2 separate regions of the Mus musculus genome follow, and region 2 is linked to region 1. A link is a contact called in public Hi-C data. All regions are on one chromosome and are shown on one strand. The core of a region is the stretch at or near the end of the contact, and the rest is flanking DNA. Distances in the headings are between cores, read along the strand shown.

Region 1 (3,264 bases), core at 87-2,586:
AACGTGCGCGCGCGCACGCACACACACACACACACACACACACACACCCATCTTTACCCCAGACCTCATGCGTGCTCTGCAGGCTCTCCTTTGCTGCATTCTGTCCCCAGCACTGTTCTGGAGCTGTTGACCTTACTGTCCTGTGAGCGAAATGCTCTCCGTGCAAAGCCTGCCTTCTGATTGGAATCTGGGTACTTCCCTGGCTTGGCTGTCATGTGACCCCATCCTCAGTGGCCTCCGTGACCCCAGGGCAAGGGCAGCCAGCTACAACCCCCAGCCTGCTGTGCTCTGCACCCCTAAGTTGGGGGTGTGTGGCCAGCTGGCTGAATTAAGTAGCTTTTTGATGTTTGGTTTCCATTGTGTTCAGAGGCTGTAAGTTGGTCATACATCGAGGGACACCTGCATGTGGCCGCCTGTCTCTCCCAGCCCTGCAGGCACTGTTGGCTTCAAGACAGTTGTCAGGTCCCCTGCCAGCAAGAGGCTTCTAGATACCAATTGCTGTGACTAGTGAGGCCAGAAGCCTTACGATCTAAAGGAGGGGTCCTGGGTGCCAGAGGGGGTGTTATTATTCAGGGCCCGTGCTTCTTGGATGTGGCCCTCCCTGTTCACGTTTTCCTCTTTTAGGGTCCTCATTAAAAACAAGATTAGAAGTCCCGTTTTACAGCCGTGTTGTTCACAGGAGCAGGTTAACACAACAGAGTCAAACAGTTTCCTTAGCTGGAAAGTGTTCTTTTTACTGAGTTCAAATAAAACTAGACAGTAGCCCTGCGGGCCATGACACGGGCCTCCTCACCACGCTGGGTAGTCAGCCTGGCCTGGCAGTAGCTCCCTGTCCCCTGTACCTGTACCTGTACCTGCTCCCTTACCTGTGGCTTCTTTACAGCCTTTCCAGTCCTCAGGGTCAGCTGTAGTGTCCCCCTGCTGTGGCTCCTGAGACCGAGCCCTTGCCCGGAGACAAAGGTCCCCCAGGACTGGCTGAAGTGTCCCACCTGGTGCTCAGTGCTGGGACCACGATGCTTGGTTGATCACGGCATGAGTGCTCTGAGCACGAGTTCTGCTTGGTCAGTCTCAGAACGGCTGCAGTGTTGGTCTTTGGTTGGTCTTTGTATGGCATGTTCTCTGGAGCAAAGCACATGGTTCTTTATATTTTGTCTCTGTTCATTGGGACTTGCATGGGCTGTGACAGACCTATTCTTGCGGTTGACACGGTGCCACCCTCTGCTAGGGAGTCATTTTGGGCAGGTTGTTTTTTGACAAGAGACTCTATGAAATAAAAAGTAAATTTAAGTCCAGGGCATCCAGACTGTTGGGGTATGGCGCCCTCTAGTGTCCAGGTAGCATCATCACAATTGCATCTCTAAATCTACCCGTTTTCTGCTGTACTGAAAATCCGGCCCTTCCCTTTCTCACTGGGGTTGAACAGTGCTTTAGAAAAGTCTGGTGCACACCTTTAATCCCAGCACTCGGGAGGCAGAGGCAGGTGGATTTCTGAGTTCGAGGCCAGCCTGGTCTACAAAGTGAGTTCCAGGACAGCCAGGGCTATACAGAGAGACCCTGTCTCGAAAAGCCCCCCCCCCCCAAAAGTCTCAGACTATTAAGTATATCGAAGAAGGGGCCTTTGGGTGCTAACGTTCAGTATGTGCCCCCCACCCATACCCACGCGCAAATGGTGACTTCTCCGCTGTGTTATTTCTGCAGGACTGGCCTGGTGGCAGGGACGTCAGCCTTGCCTAGGTGGGTGGGAGAGGGTTATGGCTTCCCTGATCCAGGAACTCTGCCTCCCAGCATTCTGCTTGCAAGTCAGTGTGGACTCCCTGTGGAGCCAGGGATGGGACCTAAAGCACGCGGGAGATAAATGCTTGGCCACCGAGTCCACCGAGTCCCCATCTATGGACAAAGGGAGTCTGGGAATGTTGCAAAGAGATGTGTGTAAGAAAATGTTTGCTATGTGGGTGATTGGCATACGTAGGAGCAAGTAGAGCATATGGTACATGTCTGACTCCTCTTTGCGGGCCTCCAGGAACCTGCTGATTGGTCACTCCAGCAGCTGGATGTGAGTCTACATCCTGAGGCTTGCAGCTAGGATATCTGGGACCTTTTATCCTGTTAAGTTTTGTACTTCCACACGTGGAGCCCATTCAGGGCCAGGGCCAGGGCCAGGTCATCCAGACTCTTGGGGTATGGCGCCCTCTAGTGTCCAGGTAGCATCATTACAAATGCATCTCTAAATCTACCAGTTTTCTGCTGTATTGAAAATCCTGCCCTTCCCTGTCTCACGGGGGTTGGACAGTGCTTAGTAAAGTCTCAGACTGTTAAGTATATCTATGCCTCCTCTCATACCGGAGGTGTTAAAGGCAGTTTTCAAACAATGTTATATTTATGAGCAAGAATAAGGGCAGGAGTGGCTGCCCTTATCTATCAAGGATGGCTGTGAGTTTAAGCTCAGTTGTAAAACACTTGCCTAGGATCTGTGCAGTGCAAAGTTTTATCCTCGGAACAAACCAATCATTAATCAATAAGTCAATCAAATAACAAATCAAGAAAGAAAAACTAAGATAAAGCCACTGAAAGAGCTAGGGTAAAATACTTGGCCACAGCCTTTGCCGTGGCTGGGCTGACCAGAATACAATTTAGTATCCTCTAGAAAATTCTTGATCTATCTTTAGATAAAAGATTCACGTACCCATCACTGCTTTAGATGGCCATGTGGGGATCCTGAGTGTCAGACATCATCACTAAGAACTGTGGTATACAGGGAACACATTGGTGGCTGTTGGGGGTGGTGGTAGATGCCTTTGGAAAACCTTGAAGCTTAGACCCCACTTGGTGTCATCTCAGTCAGTTGGAGGGGATTGGCTCCGCCCACCTCTGAGCTTTGGGCTCAATAGCTGTGGTGCTGGGCCCAGAACCTGGTGTTTATGGAAGCCCCTCCTCCACCCCACCCCCACTGTGGTAGTCCCGGTGGCCTCGGAACCCCACTGGTCTAGGTAAGGGAGGTGGAAGTCTCTCCTTTCGCTTCCCTCTATGAACGAGAGGTTGGCAGCAGGCTTGTCAGCAGTAGGCTTGTGGGGACCTGTGACGAGTGTCGCACACATTAGGAGGACCATCCTGTTTTCCAGATCGCTGGAGTGCAGATGTCTTTTGCTGCTGAATGGCAAAGGCTGGCATCCTCATGAGAAAACCAACCCCGGCCTTGGCCAGGGAACTCCATAGCTTTGCTCTGCCCCAGCATGACTGTCCTCAATAGACAGCTGGACCTGACCT
Region 2 (3,422 bases), core at 373-2,872, 160 kb before region 1:
TAGCATCTTCACCTCCCATCTGGATACGTATCTCATCTCCTCCCTTTGTGGGAAGAAGGGGTCCGTGACAGATGTAGAAATCACTGTGTAAACTCCTGGCCATCGAGGAATGTCCTGGGTGCCTTCTAGTCATGCAAAGCACCTCAGATCCCATCCTGAATTTTCTACCGCTTGGAAGCAGTTGAACGTTGGGGGGCATGTTGAGGGGCCTCATCCTGGTATCTAGAGCAGCTTCTCTATCTTGATGGAAAGACAGGATGTGAGGTCTAAAATAAGACATGTGTAGGAGGGCATATAGCACATTTGCCTTGGAAATCGGATTATATTTACAGTAAGATAAGAAGATAAATGTAAAATTCCATTGGCATGGGCTGTGGGGCGATTGCATGGAAGTGCCAGGATCGAAGGCATCTGCAGTTACAGTGTTAGCTAAGAATAGAACGTTCCATGGGCTCTTCTGATGCATTCCCAGTCTTTGTTGAGGCTCTCCATATGCTTATGCATAGGGTAGGGTGACGCTTCCATCAGATTCTGGCTCCCAGCCCCTGCCTCCTATTTTTCCATCTACAAGATTATACCCCATGGTCCCTGCTCATGTCCATGTGCTTATAGGGGTGGTATATATGCATAAGTGTGTGTGTGAGGGTGGAGGTACATGTTGGCCGTGGGGACCTTGGCTGTCACTCTTCGGCTGCTGGTGGTCCATCTTGTTTGGAGCAGACTCTCGGGAGCCTGGAGCTTGCTGATTGGCTAGCTCTAGGGATCTTCTGGGCATCTCCTCCCAAATACTGGGGTTATAGATATGTTCTACTGCATCTAGACTTTTAAAGCGTGGGTTCCGAGGGATTGGATCCATGTGCTTTGTTGTCTGAGCCATTTCTCTAACTCAGGAACTTGTGTTTCTTGGGGTGCATGTTAAATGGTCCTGTGACACATAGTGGCTTTTGTAAGACAGAAGAGTGTTTGTGGCCCGTGAGTCTAAGGGCTTCATTCTAGCTGCAAGGGAGGCAGGGTGGGAGCTTTTCTTTAACAGTCCTTGTCCCGCTAAAACTCCATTCCCGGGAAAGGGAGGCAGAACGGCTGAAGCGGGACCCAGTCTCCCATATGCCGATGTTACTAGGATGCACACAGCCAAGTACCTGACAAGCAGCGACTTGAAAGTTTAACCAGCTCTCAGCTTTAAAGGGCAGGGCAGGGAAGGGGGCGAGGGTGAGCACGGGGCTGCTTGCTCACATCTGGACAGATCAGGAAGCAGAGACAAGACAGACAAGACAGGAAGTGAGGCTGGACTATAAACCCCAAAGTCCCGTCCCCACCCTCCACCAGTGACCCACTTCCTCCAGTGAAATTCTACCTCCTAAAGATTTCAAAGCCTCCCAAATCAGCTCCCTGAGCTGGGGATGGGGGGTGGGGTGGGGGTGGGCGTGTTCATATGTGAGAGCACAGGAGCCTGAGAGAGGCATTTGGCATTGGATCCATAACATGAGTTATCTGATAGGGCAGAGGCAACAGAGAGTAGGCAGAACTTGGCTGTTGATTGGCAGGAGGAGCAGGAGAGAAGGGTAATAAATCACTCCTCCCCTCTTCCAGCTTAGGAAACCAACGCTGGTCTCAGGGGAAGCAGGAAGTACTTAATAAAGGAAGTAAAGGAGTGGAGAAGAGGTCTGTGGTTGGGACGCGTTGCTAAGAGCCCCCGAATGCTTCCCTGGGGGAAGTAGTCAGCTCTTGAACTTGGCACACCGCAGGAAGGACCTGGCCAGTGACATGGGGAGAGGCAGCCTGGGCTGGCTTAGTAGAAGGCCTTCCCACACAGCCCTGACTGTGCTCCCTCCTTGGCTGTCTTCATCCACTTAGCATATTATAGCAAACACCATTACATTCCACGCCTCAGGAAAAACAGACACGACTCCTCGCGGCTCCGGAGGCCCAGGTGACCAAGACACGGGAGGCAGCAGATTCAATGTCTGGTTCATGCCTGACATTTTTGCTGTGTCTTCACAGGACGGGAGGGACTGTTGGGTTCCCTTAGGCCACTTTTAGGAAGGTGCTAAACTCATTCCTGAGAGCCCCATGCTCCAATCAAATCACCCCTTAGACCCACCTCTTGATAGCTTCACGGTGGGGCTTAGAATTCCAGGGTGTGAATGTGGAGAGGAGACCACCCATTCAGCCCGCTGCACCGTCCTCCTGACACTCTGTTCCAGCCCCAGGCTGTGTGTGGTCCAACTGAGCTTCTCCCCTTCAATCGAGAAGCCATACCTTCTGATGATGCTCATCTCTGAGTGGCAGCTCTTTGAAGAGCCCTTCTCCTCCCCTAGTCAGCTCCTACACATCCCTTTCCATCCAACTCGAGAGCCACATCCCATCAGGAGAACCTTCATGACAAGGACCACGTCTCACCCGATTTTAGTTCCCAACACAGCGGAACAGAAGGACACAGGGCCCTCCCGAGTCTGAGGGACCTCCTTGGAAGCACAGGGTTTTCTCTGGGAAGAAGAAATGAATGCCGGGTTTAACAAAACAAAAGCTGGCTGCAGTATCCACAGGCAGAGAGGCAGCAGGTGGCAGGTTCTTGTGAAAGGGTCTAGTTACCCTGGTGCTATAGAGTGACACACTGGAGCTCAGCATGCTGCGGGGCGGGTTACACTCATCCCACTGTGAGGTGACCTGCTGTCAGTAGGTGAACAAGGCAAGTTGAGAGGCACCTGCGGACAGAAGACAGTCCTGCCTCACATGTTAGTGGGGAGGATCAAGAGGCACATTAGCGTGGAAGATTAAACGCCAGGTTTGAATCAGTCGGATTGTGTAATATTAGACAAAACAATGATTTTGTCCCTGCAGGGCCAGTGTAGGAGAGCGATGACTCTCAGAAAGGCAGAAAAGACACAGGTTCATTTTGAGACAGTTTTATGAGGCAGGGCATGTGTTGGGGGTGCACAAGATAGGTCAGAATTCATGTAAAGCTTTTCCTTTCTTGTCATGTGGACCATGGTGCCACATAGACACCCAGCTAGAGCTTGTGACCGTGACCCTCACTAGTCCATAGAGGGCTGGGGACGTGTGCAACTTCTTTCTGTAGAAGCTTCACTGACAGTTGAGACACTGGATCGGGGAGGATGCCTACAGTTACTAACGGCGGCATGGCCGCTCCTTCTGTGGTACCCAAGAGGGAAGCCAGTGCCACGATTCTGAGCCAGAACTGCAGCAAGCTTTAAAATACAATACGGGTCAGGATGGACTTTGGTCACGACCACTCCCTGGAATCCCCAGCTGAGTGATGACAAGATATGTGTTATAGGGGCAAAAGCATAAAGCCACTGTATTTTCCCATGTGGCTTTGTTATTTTCCAAGAACTACAACTCCCAGCATTCCAGGAACTTACACGGTCGGTGGGCATGTGGGGCTTATAGGTAAACTTTGG

Evidence for each region. Hi-C and Micro-C count contacts between places; a contact is called where the count stands out from the background.
Region 2: a Hi-C map of CD8 T cells shows a contact between it and region 1, with 2.9 times the contacts expected there. The contact joins two enhancer-like sites. A contact is called at or near these places in 1 of 39 promoter capture datasets (embryonic stem cells), 1 of 15 datasets of contacts at CTCF or cohesin (CD8 T cells), 17 of 484 Hi-C or Micro-C datasets (CD4 T cells, CD8 T cells, the N1E-115 cell line and 4 more) and 1 of 115 datasets of contacts at active chromatin or transcription factors (memory CD8 T cells).

The regions. Positions count from the first base shown.
Region 1 is chr11:113,174,418-113,177,681 of GRCm38.p6, reverse strand. The region is part of intron 1 of 2610035D17Rik (RIKEN cDNA 2610035D17 gene); the gene reads left to right. Among named protein-coding and RNA genes, the nearest start is that of 2610035D17Rik, 26 kb to the left of the region's middle. Within about 2 kb of position 1,336, at least 8 of the 459 cell types and tissues checked have an H3K27ac peak or open chromatin away from gene starts, as enhancers often do. A contact at or near this core is called in CD8 T cells and regulatory T cells, where this site is marked.
Region 2 is chr11:113,332,906-113,336,327 of GRCm38.p6, reverse strand. All of the region lies in intron 6 of Slc39a11 (solute carrier family 39 (metal ion transporter), member 11), which reads left to right. Among named protein-coding and RNA genes, the nearest start is that of Gm51926, 6.1 kb to the left of the region's middle. Within about 2 kb of position 1,622, at least 45 of the 459 cell types and tissues checked have an H3K27ac peak or open chromatin away from gene starts, as enhancers often do. A contact at or near this core is called in CD8 T cells and regulatory T cells, where this site is marked.